Linked DNA regions of Mus musculus: region 1 is linked to region 2. Evidence: chromatin contacts called from public ChIA-PET data. All regions are on one chromosome and are shown on one strand. The core of a region is the stretch at or near the end of the contact, and the rest is flanking DNA. Distances in the headings are between cores, read along the strand shown.

Region 1 (6,775 bases), core at 1,121-3,620, 180 kb after region 2:
TAGATAGATAATGTTCAAAACAAACTCCTAGAAGTAGATTTTAGATAGATAGATAGATAGATAGATAGATAGATAGATAGATAGATAGATAATGTTCAAAACAGACAAACTCCTAGAAGTAGATTTCCAGGCACTAAGAGGAAGCAGAAATAAGGGTGGTTTCTTTTTAAGATAGTGAAAATATTCTAAATATTTTATATGCTACATATTCTAAACTTGATTACAGTGATGGCCACATAGCTCTGTGTTATTCTAAAAACTTTATCACTCTGTTTATAGTATATGAATTAAATGGTATGTTAAAAATACTTCAAATATGTTTAAGGAAAACTCAATGGTTCTTAGAATGTGTTTCAAAAATGATAGATCTAAATAACCAGGAATCGCTAACATAATAGGCTAGGGCAGTGGTGATGCAGTCCATTAATTCCAGCCCACCCCCAGAGGCAAAGGCAGGCAGATCTACTGATTAAGTTCCTGGCCAGCCAGGGCCAAATATCAAAGTCCTGTCTCAAAAACAAACAAACAAACAACAACAACAAAACAAAAACAAAAAAGAAAGTCTACATAAAAAAGTAAATTCATCCCAAACTGAACCACAAACTTGGTAAAATTTCTATAAAGCTCCTGGTCACGGATTAAAAGTCTACATAATAAAGCAATCTATGCTAAACCGAGCTTAATGAATTCCTACCAAGCTCTTGTCGAGGTATTGTTCACACATATTATGAAATTCTAAACTTTATATGAAAAGGCAAAAGTGCCAGAGAAGCTGCAATAGTCTTGACCCAGAACAAAGTACCAGGAGCCCTGCCAGCCTTCAGGAGCACACCGTAAGCAAGGTCCTGAAGACAGAGGACACACAGATCACTGAGCAGATCAGAGCTCCAACATGAACACACACATTGCAACAGATTTTGACAAAGAAGCAAAAACAGTTCGACTGAGAAAGGATAACTGAGGAACTAAGGTGTTGTGACTAGACACCTAGAAGCCAAACAAAACCAACCTCTAAGCCATACAACCATGTCTCAAAGTCAGAAGGGATCATGAATTTAAATATGATACAAAGAACTTCTTGAGAACTGAAGCAAAGGACTACAGACCTTGGCACCAGAGGTGTGCTACCCTCCATGAATGAAAATAAATCAGATCTGATACCCAAATTAAAGACCTTGTCAAGATGACATTTCTAAGATCATTTTTAAAAGCAGTCTACTCTGCTTATAGACTTAAAGAAAGTATCCGTAAAGCTCATCTAACAAAAGTCTTAAATAGACAGGTGGTGACTTGCACCTTTAAGCCAGGCGTTCAGGTGAGTCTCTAAGAGTTCAAGGTCAGCTTGGTCTATAAGTTCCAGGGCTACATAGAGAAACCCAGTCTCCAAAAACAAAAACAAAACAAACAAAAGGTCTTAAGTAGAAACTATTCTATAAAGAATTCTCAAAACTCAATAGCAAATAAGCAAATTATCCTGATGCAACAAAAGATATCAAGCATTTCACACACACACACACAAAAAATCTGAAGAGAATAAAAACATAAAAAGATGATTAAAACCATTAGCCATCACAGCAAGTAACTAAATACACACTTAGCACACAACTCAGCAATTTTGCCATTGAACACCTATTTCAGAAAAGGGGGGAGCTTTTATTTACATAAAATCCTCATATTTTGGGGGCTGGGGAGATGGCTCAGCGGTTAAGAGCACTGACTGCTCTTCCAAAGGTCCTGAATTCAAATCCCAGCAACCACATGGTGGCTCACAACCATCCTTAACGAGATCTGACTCCCTCTTCTGATGTGTTTGAAGACAGCTACAGTGTACTTACATATAATAAATAAATCTTTTTTTAAGAAAATCCTCATATTGCCTGTACAAATTTGCACTAGCCCTTGGTTTACAATGGAAAACACTAAACATCCCTCAGGGCTCAGGGATGGCTCAGTAGATAAGGGCACTGGCTCTGTAAACACAAAGACCTGAGTTCAAATCTCCAGAGTTCACATAAAAAGCCAGGTGTTCTGTAATCCGGGCCCTGTGAGGGGTGAAGAAAGGACTGCAGGCCGCTAGCCTTGCTGCAGGTTCAGCAGGAGACCCTGTCTCACTGAAATGGGACAAAGAGCAACAAGAATGCTAGTCCTCCCTCTGGCCTCAGCACGGACACACACACACATACACCACAAACAAGCTCTCACTGGGGAAAGGTTACACCAAGTGTCTTTCTTTAACTTACACTACATACCAAGGAAATGGAACCCACAGAGCTAGGGGGGCAGGATGCCAGGAGTCAGGGAGCCACATTGTGAAGGGACAATCTTAGGGTGTGGCAAGAGGGGTGGCCTTTGTTGTGACTCAAGTTTTATATCTTCAATGTAGTGACTACATACCTTTCTACATGAGAAAAAACGGCACAAAATTATACATACACAAGCAGTGTAGGTCTAAAAAAATTTTAAACAAACAAATAAAACTACAAACTTAGTATTCTTATTAAGGGGAAAGTCCCACTGTCGATTTCTGGGTTTGGTAACTTACATCATGAAGGAAGCACAGCAGTCTTTCTGGTTTTGTTTTATTTTTGAGACAGAGTCTGATTTTGTAGCCCTACCTGGCCTGGATATTACTATATAAACGAGGCTGCCCTCAAAGTCAGAGAAATATGTTTGTTTTCCTGCCGGCTGGAATTACAGGTGTGAACCACCACACCCTGTTGCATAGCCACTTCCTATAATTTTTTCAAAATAAAGTTATCCTAAAAATAGCAAGAGTTGTGGGGCCAGCAGGTTTGGCAAGTAAAATGCACTTGCTGCCAACCCTAGGGGCCTGAGACTTTGCTCCTCGGAACCCACATGGTAGGTAGAGGGCAAGATTGAACTCCTACAAGCTGTCATTTGACCTCAACAGGTAAGCCAGGGCAATGGGTGCATGCACGCATGGACATAGACAGACAGATATACACACACATACATTCTCTCCCTCTACCCTCTTCTCTTTCAAGTAAATAAACAAAATACTGAGAGGAAAGGTAGGAGATGAGTCAGCAGTTAAGTGTTTGCTACAAAGCCCACGAGAGCTGGAGTTCAGATCCCAGCATCTATGTAATAACACAAATGCCTGCCAACTCCAGCTCTAAAGGGTCTGACACAGTCTTCCAGCCTCTGCTCACACACAAGCATGTGCACATACTCCCAAGATGCACATATGCACACAAGTAAAGAAAATCTTAAAGAAATACATAAGGAAGAGGCAGGAAACAGAATAGGTGGAAGTCTAGATGAAACAAGAATGGCCAACAACTGCTAATTGTAGAGTTTCTAAGACTTTGCTTTCTTTCCTCTATTTAAATTTGTCTACAACATTAATAAAAATGTAAGAAAGCCATTTCATCTATAAACCAAAGTATTAACAAGAGTTTCTCTTGTTTTTCTTTGCTAACATGCATTTCAATTCTGAAAAATCAACGTGATTCTATAGAATGATTTCTGGGCTCAGTGGGTAAAGGCATTTCCTGTAAACCCCAACAGCCTAAACTCAACCCCTTCTAACCAGGCAGGAGAGGACTGACTCCACAAAGCTGTCCTCAGACCCCACACACACATCATGTACATTTACACAATAATTAAACTTTAAAAATAAAGAAATACAAAATGATTTTCAGCAGGCTTAGCTAATAACTTGTATTTTGCCCTTTTACTCTCTGTGCGTGCGTGTAAGTGTGTTTGGTTTGGTTTGGTTTGGTTTGGTTTGGTTTGATTTGGTTTGGTTTGGTTTGGTTTGATTTGGTTTGATTTGGTTGAGAGTATTTTTAAACAGCATCACCATGGAGAGGATTTAACATAAAGAGAAGCCTATTGATACTTCTTCCTCTAACAATACACTGCTTACATAATATGAAAACAATTCACTAAATATACAATTTATGAGCCAGACATTGGTGGCACATACCTTTTAATCCACCCTTGGGAGGTAGAGGCAAGAGGATCTCTCTGAGTTCAAGGCCAATCTGGTCTACTGAGTTAGTTCCAGGACAGTCAAGGCTACACAAAGAAACCCCTGTCTTAAAAATTAAAAATTAAAATAATAATAATATATTAAATATTTAATATGTGTAATATATTAAACCATATAATACCTTTATTACATATAATATACATATTACATGAGGCATAACATATTATGTATATATAATACAATGTATACTACATATATAACATACAAGATATATAACATATATTATATATGAATATAATATGTATACATCCAATTTATGTTACATCCAACTCCACTCCTAAAATTCCAAAATAATTTTTCCAATAAAGTAAGCAAATTAAAATATAGCTAGGCAGTGGTGACACAGGTCTTAAACCCCAGCACTAAGGAGGCAGAGTTGAGATCAGCCTGGTCTACACAGCAAGTTCCAGAACAGCCAAGGCTACAGAGAAACCCAATCTCCAAAACAAAACAAAAAGGCCACTAACCAAATAGTTTAAGAGCACATCAAGTTGTTGGAGAGAGAGTGGAGACATGGTTCCACAGGTAAGAACAGCTGCCGCTCTACCAGAAGACCCAGGTTCAATCCCCAACACCCACATGGCAGCTCGCAATCAGCTATAACTCCAGTTCCAGAGGGTCTGACACCCTGGCCTCTGGTACACATTCATGCAGGCAAAACGCCCATACACATATAAAATTTAAACTTGGTATTGTTCAAAGCTGTGGGAGAGAGTCATAAACATTTCTATCTGTGCCTTGTTAAGCATCCCCCATAAGGAGGGCCAAAGGTTTTCCTGTTTTTCTTGTTTGGAGACAGTCTGGCTATCAAGCCTACACTTACCTAGAAGTGGTGATCCTCCTGCTCAAGCCCCCTGAGTTCTAGCACCACGGCCCTGTGTAATGGCCAGGCAGGAAGGTTTTTAACTGAGATTACTATTAACATAATTCCTTTTCTCCTTGGCATTTCTGAAAAGGCTAAGCTTTCAAGTTACTTGTAACCACTGAAAATATCCACATGAAAAACACATCCACCCAGTTAAATGCCAAGTATCTCCATCGATCTATTTAATCAAATTCAAATGCAGCACAAATCCCATAAAAGGAATCAACACTGAGGAATATTCAAGCCTTTGTTGTTTTTTCAAAGGCCAAAGAAATTCCATGCAAATAAATTACTCTTAAGTTTATACATTTCAACAATAAACTAAACATTGCCACATTCATTTTTCTTAGCTTTTTAATGCTTACTATAAAACCAATTCGGCCATATTTCCCTCCAAACAAATAAATAGCCAGTTTCATTAGTCTATTCTTGGATAGGTCAGCAGACTGGGAAGAAGAGACCCGGTCTATTCCCAGCTGTGAACACACTGGTAATCTCAAACACTATGCACTCACTCACGGGGAGGTTCTACACTCATACCATGCTGATAATGCTATCCAGAAATTCAGAAAAACTGAGGTCTGCCTCGGACACCCAAAAGGCAATTGCTAACATATTTTTAGATTTATGAGTTCTAAAATCCTGTATAACTTATTTAAAATAACATTTAACACACTTGAAATTTCAAATCTATGTAGTGCTTTTACCATTGTTCACCACAAATTAGTAAGTCTTTTTAAAATCATGCCTAATTTTTTTAAGTTTTAAATGAGAAACTGAACAAGGCATAATCATTACATAAAAGACAAACAAACGCAGGAGTGGAGGGCTTCCAATATGTATTCCCTAACTTTAATTTTGAGTCTATTATATATGCAGCCATTCTCTGTCACTGTAAAAAAGTACTTTGCTGTGTGGAGAACAAAGTTTGCTTCACAGTCTACCCCTGGAAAGCCCTCGGGAGAGTTCTCACCACTAACCTCGCAGGTTTTACCAGCACAACCAACATAAGGACTGTGGCACACTCTCTGCATAAGTCTACGTTTTAAACAAAGTTGTCTTGTAGACCAAGTTCTAGCCTGACCTTCTCACGAACCATAAAGCTGTAAGCACAGGGCAGCGAACAGGAGGAGTAGCAGCCCCTGGCCCCCAGCGGCCCCACTGGAACAGACACTGTACCGGGGCACCCTGGCAGTCTGGGCCAGCGCGCACCGCCGATCCGGAAGCAGCAGCGAGGCCTCGGGCGCACGCGCTGCACACAAAAGGCTCCGCCTCCCGGCTCTCTCACTCCCTCGATCTACGCCAAGGGGCCTTCCTTGGCCGCAGGCGCGTGGGTCCCGCAGGCCCAAAGCTCGGTTTGCCTTGGCCGGTCCGCTCTGTTAGGCCAGGCTCCCCAACCTGTCCAGAGCTCCAACCCAAGAAACTTTAGGACTCCCTATTCCTGGGTGTCTAAAATGAAAAATGTGTGGCTTCAGGAACTTTGGTAAAAACCTGCACCCTTAGAAACTGAGCTGTCATCAGGAGGTACCAGGCACCTGGCAGAACACTGCCTTAAATAGGAAGAAACCTTCCAATAACTTCATTCCTCCCTCTTCCTCTCACTTCTCTATCCCTTCACTTTCTCATTTCAGTCTTCCCTCCCTCTGGTTTCAACATAAGAACTGTATTTTTTCCTCAAGGAATTTTTCTGCAGCCCATCTTTCCACTTATTTTTTTGAAATTTACCTGACAAGTTTCCTTTAAAAATTTCACCAAATTTAACTTTTATATTTTGTACCAGCTCCTGCCAAATAATCATAGACTCTCCACGTTGTTCCATCATCCTCTCAAAGTTATTATTTCACATTCTGTGAAACTATTCCAGGAGTCTTTTTTATAACTCCATTTCCTAG
Region 2 (6,765 bases), core at 739-3,238:
CCTCCCCAGTGCACAGGTTCCTGACATCTGCCATTAGACTCAGCAAGTCTTCTCCTTCAAATTTTTCCTATAAAATTCCTGCAGTTAAGAAAAAAAATTGAAGGCAATCTACTTATTATGAAAAAGTCGTATCTTTCAGGAAATGATCCCACGCGAAGGCCAAGTGTCTAGAGGGGCATCCCAAATGTGCCATCTTCTTTTCTTTCTCCCCGTGTATACTTGTCCTGCTTCCCAGAATGATTAGAATCGTTTACGAGAAAGTCATGAGTAAGAGAATAAATAGCATTTAATTAGGGAGGGGTATCACCCACAACACAGCCAGAGGGGTTCAGTAAGGTTCTGAAGTGAAATCTGAGGCTGTGGCCTTGAGTCTAGAATTTGGGGCCTAGGGAGATAATCTATAGTTTTTCTGACCAAGCTCATGGGGACAGGGCATTGGGCCTGGTTGCTTGGTCCCATATAGGCCATTTTTCTCTCAGATGAAAAGGAGTATCTGAGACTGGCCTTATTACACACACAAACACACACACACACACACACACATACACACACACCTCCTAAGCCTGTTGACGCTTGCTCATTCTGATTCCCTCTCAGGATTTGTAATAAATATCCTGGGACAGCTCAGACTGAGGCTTGTCACTCTGCCTCCCACACAGAGCAGTCCTCTTCAGCTTCAGAAACCGGTGTCTCCCTCGGGCAGACTTCATCTGGGAAAGGCAGGCATGTCCTGTGGAGCACCACAGGTCAGAGGCACCGAGTAGGGTTGATAGAGGCCCAGCTGAGAGGATAGCCAACCCTGCTGGGATTCCAGGTCTGTCTGCATTCAAGACTCCCCATGCACTATGTTTGGGGCTTCTGTTTTTGCAGGTCTAGGGTTCGAGGCAAGTGCCCTAGCCTTGAGCTACACCCCCAAACAAAGCTTGCTTCCTGACACCCAAATGGTAACTGCTTGCTGCAAAAACTGGGTCCTGTCAGCTGCCATCTCCAAGCCTAAGTGCCTGGGATGCTGAGAGCCTGCAGCTGCTGCCTGTGAATGCGCCTGGGCTTGACCTGAACATCTGCTTCTGAATCCACCGAGTAAAAATACTCCAGGGCCCCTCTGTGCTGTGTACTTTTAAAGACCAAAAGCAGAATGGGGGAGGGGTGGGAGAAACAAATCCTCACAGGCCCAGGCAGGAAGAGGCAGAGGGATGCCCTTGCAGGCCTGTGTGTAGAAAGACCTAACTTCTCCCCAGATTCCGGTCACTCCCCTGAAGTTGTCAGTAGGCTGTAGTTCTTGGGGGCTTAGTGTTACCTCCTCAGGGGGGTGCAGACGGAAGGTCTCCTCTTCCCGTGGTAAATGCCTTTAGCGGTGATGTAAGAATCGTTGATCTGGGTTTGGGTACCAGTTGCCCAGGCTCACAGACCTAGCCACGCGGTGGCTGCTGGGAAACACCCTGTGGCATCTGTAGTGTAAGTACTCACCCAGCCCGCTACACACACAAACCCTGGTGAACTGAGTACGGGCAGCTGAGCCCTTGGTGAGGGAGTCCCGTTGTGACTGTGGACTAACTTAGAAAATGAGGCTTCTAAAAACGTTGCTGGTGTTGCTGCTGTGGGTTGTGGGCTGCGGGCTGCGGGCGGAGCTTCCCGCATCACCCGCTTTCTTCTGAGCTCAGGTCCCCCACCCTGCAATCAGTTACCGGTGACCAGGGACCAGGGACCAGCCAGACAAGCCTTTCCTGGGAAGGGACAATGAGAGAGTCTGGTCCAACCAGGAATAGAAAGAGTGGAGGAAGGGCTTGGAGAGAGGAAGGGAGGCAGCGGCGCCCCCCAGACTGAGGGAGGGTGGGGCCTGAGAGATCACAGGAAGAGTCACTATGCAAGGAAAAGGAAAGGAGAGGCCGAGGTTCTGGGAAAACACAGGCACCAAAACAGCCCCGAAGGGAGGGGCGCGAGGGACACTGGCAGGGGAAGGGAAGGCCACCAGGGCTCAGCACGCTGAGATCCTCAAAGAAGAAGGAAATACAGTACAGTCACTGCCGGAAGTACTACTCGAGCCTCCAGCAGCGTATGGCCGGTCCTAAGCCCCCGCCCCAACCCCCTCAGATGTGGAGTTGGACTGACATCCATGAGAGCCCAGTGTCACACTACCTGTCATCCTCTGGGGACAGAGACTCGGGCACATCTAAAATAGCCTGACAGAGGGGTGAGGAAAAGGAGTGTTCAAAGAGTGCCCATCTCACAGCGGCAACAAGGGGCAAGAGGCGCTTAGCAGCAGGGACCCTGTCAGCCTGGGCTTTAGCATTATCATCTGCCCCACTCTGGGATCCTGATCACAGGGAGGCATGGCCTGGGGAGAGATCCCAGCTGGGTTCCTCTTGCCTGGGCATTGGGTGTGAGATCTAGTCCAGGCATAAGACTGCCCCGAAGCTCCTGCCCTGCCACTGGGAACCAGCAGATGACAACCAGCATCACCAACGCAGCTACAACCTGTCTAGGGCCTTGAATGGTTTTATCTTCCACGGTTTTGGGTCAACAGTGATTTGTGGTTTTCCTGAGTGCAGATAATGAGAGATGAAAAGAGGGAAGAAGGGCAGGGGTATGGTCTGCTTGACTGGGCCATTTTTAAAATTTGTATTTTTTTTAATTCTCATACAATATATTTTAATCATATTCTTTTCTCTATCTTAATTCTTCCCCACAACCAACTTTGTGTTCTCTCTCTCTCTCTCTCTCTCTCTCCCTCTCGCTCTCTCTCTCTCTCTTTCTCAATAAAACACAAAAACAAAATAAGGAAAACAAACAAAACCACAAAATCAAAACAGATAAAAATAAAGAAAAAAATCAGTAAGACAAAAAATACCACAATAAAACAAAAAGTACACACACGCAAACCAAGACCACAGAGACTTTTATGTTGTCCAATAATTCCTGGGCATGAGGCCTACCTAGAATGTGGCTGATATTCCTAGTGACACACCATTGGAGAAAACTGGGTTGTTGTTGTTTTGTTGTTGTTGTTGTTGTTTCTTTCCCAGAAAGTAATCAATTACAAACAGCTCCTGGTTAGGAGTGGCGTTTGGTACATTCCCGTGTGTGACACTGCTACCATGCTCAAGAACCTGAGGCTTCCTCGGTCATGGTCCCTAGCGAAAACATAACACTATTATTCTGCTAAAACAATAACAACAACATAGCAATAAAATGACACCTTGCTATATCCACAGATCAGAGCATCGCTCCATCCAATCAGAGAAGCCTCTTCCTACAGTAGATGAGAGCCAACGACAAGAAGATCCACAACTGGACACCATCCAGAGAGTGAGAGGCTCTGGAACACTGTGTCCTAAATGGGATATCTTTATCAAACGCCTCCGTCCAAGGTTAGGAGTTCTATGAAGAAGAGGATGTGGGCAGATTGTAAGAGCCAGAGGTGGTGATGACTCCAGAGAAACATCATTTTTTCAGACCCCACAGGATGCACACGTAAACTTACAGAGACCGAGCCACTTTAACCACGAAGGACACTAGTGTGCAGGACAGAAGCAGAATATTTAGAAGACGCAAGAGTCAAACGAAGAGAAACCCCAGATACTGCCAAGGCCATATATGATGGATTCCCCCTGCCCAGGACAATTAGAGGTGTCCAGTAAGAGTGTTTTGAGCTGGATGTGGTGGGGCTTGCCGGGGACCTCAAACTGAGGCAGGTGCTTGAAGAGTTCGAGGCTGGCTTCAGAGTAAGAGGTGGCCTCAAAGAAAATCCTAAAAAGGATAGACCATATCCAGTGTGTACAGCTAATGGGCCTGCAGAGAAGAAAGAGGAGATAGGACAGGTTTGAAAGAGGCCCCAGGGAACTCTGGGCAGTGAGCTGGGAGCAGCCCTCAACCTGCACTCTAGCCTCATCCCTGGTAACTTTGGTCGTTCGAGGAGGGGTTGTGGAGGAGTGAATGAGGTCTCCAAGTCTGAGACTCCACCCAGAGAGAAAACATGAAGAGAGGGCTGGACATTCAGCAGGGGCCAGAAGGGAAACGTGAAATGGGGCTGGGCCTGCAGGGTCCACCCAGATTACCCAAGGAAAGCAGCCTGGAGCCTCCTCTGTCCCTGGGGAAGGCCTCCACCCTGAGCGGGACAGGCTGCCAGGAAGCAGTAACACCCCCACCAACCCCCCCCCACACACACACACACATACACACACACACATACACACATTCTCGCATCCAAGGGGATGAAGGGCCAGAGGAGGAGGGGTAGATGCTCTGCTCTGATGGGGGAGTGACTAAGTGTCCAGCAACTGAACCCTTGCCACCTCTACACTCTGAAAGAGCAGCCTGGTTCCTCTGAGCTGAGCATTCTTCCTTGTGGAAGGGAAGCTGAACGTTTCCTATTGCAAGATGGCTTCTAACAGCCAAATTGTGCCTTCTATGACCAATGGCCTCTGTTTTTAAAAGTACTTGGGGGCTGGAGAGATGGCTCAGTACTGACTGCTCTTCCAGAGGTTCTGAGTTCAATTCCCAGCAACCACATGTTGGCTCACCACCATGCGTAATGAGATCTGACTCCCTCTTCTGGGGTGTCTGAAGACAGCTACAGTATATTTATGTATAATAATAAATAACCCTTTGGGCCAGAGTGAGCAGGGTTGATTGGAGCCAGCAGAGGTCCTAAAAATACAATTTCCCAACAACCACATGAAGGCTCACAACCATCTGTACAGCTACACTGCATTCGTATACATAAAATAAATAAATAAATCTTTAAAAAAAAAATGCCAGAAATGAGGACAAAGCCTGACTTGGGCTCTAAGAAGAAAGCGTCACCTTAAGGAGAGGAAAGCAGTAGCTACTGGGGCAGCCAAGCTTGTGCCAGATCCCATGTGGAGTGCTGTCCCAGCTGGACATTTAAGCTGTCAACAGCCTGGCACATTTTCTCAGTGAGGTAGGAATCCCAGAGAGAGGGGCCCAGGGCAGATTCTAACACTGTGCTGGCTTCACAACTATCCCAAGGATGCAGGGAGACCTGGCAGGGAGCCAGGAGCTCCAGGGGCAACTAGGGCCCTGCTTTGGGGACTAGAGAGGTCCCACCCACTGTGGCCCCAGATTCCCCCACCCACCCCCCACCCCCAGAGGCCTGGCCTGTGTAACTCTCAGCCTGAAGGATTCCCTGAGAAAGGAAAAGCTGGCCTCTTATCTCCTGGGGTAAAGGAATGTGCTCTCCTGCCAGGACAAGGGGCTGCTGGACAGGAAGTCTCCACCCTAGCTGTGGGTTCCTCCCAGTCACCACTTGCTCCTTCTGGCTGTCCCTGCCTCTGGCATCCACTTCCCATGCTTAAACTTCTGACCTGACCTCCCCAACAGAATTCTAAGCCATTTTACCCCTCACCCCACCCCAAGCCTCCTCCAATTAGCTACCCACTCTCAGCTCCATGCCACTGGGGAATTCTGACCCAGAAGTCCATCCCCTGCCCCACTTCTATGTGGCTATGCTCCCTAGGCAGATGGCTGAGGATGCCAAGTGGCCTTGTAGTGCACAGGACCATCTCAGAGATACACTCCTGCTGTGCAGCAGGCTGACACACTGAAACACACAGCTCCTGCCTCGCAAGTCTCCAAGCCAATCCCAACCAGGAAACAAATCAGAAAGCCTCCCTAGAATCCCATGGCATGGAGCTGGGTATGCACATCAGTGGTAAAGCGTGTGTTCAACATGAACAAGGCCCTGGGTTCAATTCCCAGCAACACAGAAAACAGACAACAGTGACAGAGTGAATCTCATGGATGACAGCGCAGCATCACAGAACCTGAGAACGGTCCAGGGACTCTACCCTGACACCCATTTTATAGATGGAGATGCTGAGGCCCAGGAAAAGTGAGTCCTATATCACAAGATTGGCAGCTGGTCAGGTAAGGGCAGGACCCAGGGAATCTAAGCCTCCACTCAACAAGCCCTATGTGTCCTCACAGGCCCCGTAGCAGCAATCATATGTATTGTTATTGTGGGGCTATTTGACTATTTTTCCATTATGTACCAGATAGCTATTTTTCTGGTATGGCTATACTGTCTCACCACATGATACATGCAAAAACATAAAATATTCTTAAGAGTAACATTTGGGATCAAGCCAAGTGTTCACAACCGGAGAAGGCATAAACAAAATGTAGTGTACTTGGGGAATGGAATATCATTCAGCCATGAAAAGGGATGAAGTGGTGGCTAGAAAGCAAGCGTAGCTGGTAACCTACTTGCCTGGCAAACAAGGGGACCTGAGTTCAACACTCCAGAATCCAGATTTTAATAGGCAGAGAGCCAAAGAATTTACTCAGAGGGCAGGAAAACTTATCCTACAGTCATGAGAACAAAATTCCTCCGGCATCCCTGTCACAAGTTGGGTTTCCCTGCAGATAGATGCCTAGAACCTCAGCAATGAGGGTGAGGAGACAGGAGGGTTATAGAGGCTTGCTGGCTTCCAGCCTAGCTGAGAAAATATAAGTTCTGGTGCCAGCAGAGGCCAAGAGAGGGCATCAGATCTCCTGCATCTGGAACTACAGTTGCTCCTGAGTGCTGGGAACCAAACCCAGGTCCAACACAGAGCGGCCAGTGCTTCTAACCACCGAGTCATCCGTCAGCCCCACTAATCACATATGCTTAAAAGTGGGGTGTGGGGACACACGCTTATAATCCTGCCACTGGGGAAACAGAGATGAGCAAACAGATCCCTGGGGCTCCTTGGCCAGTCTTACCTACTTGGTGAGTTCCAGGCCAGTGAGAAACCCTGTCTCGAA

The links. ChIA-PET counts read pairs in DNA pulled down with a chosen protein or histone mark.
Region 1: a contact with region 2 is called in an RNA polymerase II ChIA-PET map of memory CD8 T cells, with 21 read pairs. The contact joins two enhancer-like sites. A contact is called at or near these places in 3 of 115 datasets of contacts at active chromatin or transcription factors (embryonic stem cells, memory CD8 T cells and pancreatic cancer cells) and 1 of 9 other capture datasets (adipose tissue).

The regions. Positions count from the first base shown.
Region 1 is chr16:33,399,751-33,406,525 of GRCm38.p6, reverse strand. All of the region lies in intron 1 of Zfp148 (zinc finger protein 148), which reads right to left. Among named protein-coding and RNA genes, the nearest start is that of Zfp148, 22 kb to the right of the region's middle. Within about 2 kb of position 2,370, at least 21 of the 459 cell types and tissues checked have an H3K27ac peak or open chromatin away from gene starts, as enhancers often do. A contact at or near this core is called in memory CD8 T cells, where this site is marked.
Region 2 is chr16:33,579,289-33,586,053 of GRCm38.p6, reverse strand. The region is part of intron 4 of Slc12a8 (solute carrier family 12 (potassium/chloride transporters), member 8); the gene reads right to left. Among named protein-coding and RNA genes, the nearest start is that of Slc12a8, 64 kb to the right of the region's middle. Within about 2 kb of position 1,988, at least 146 of the 459 cell types and tissues checked have an H3K27ac peak or open chromatin away from gene starts, as enhancers often do. A contact at or near this core is called in memory CD8 T cells, where this site is marked.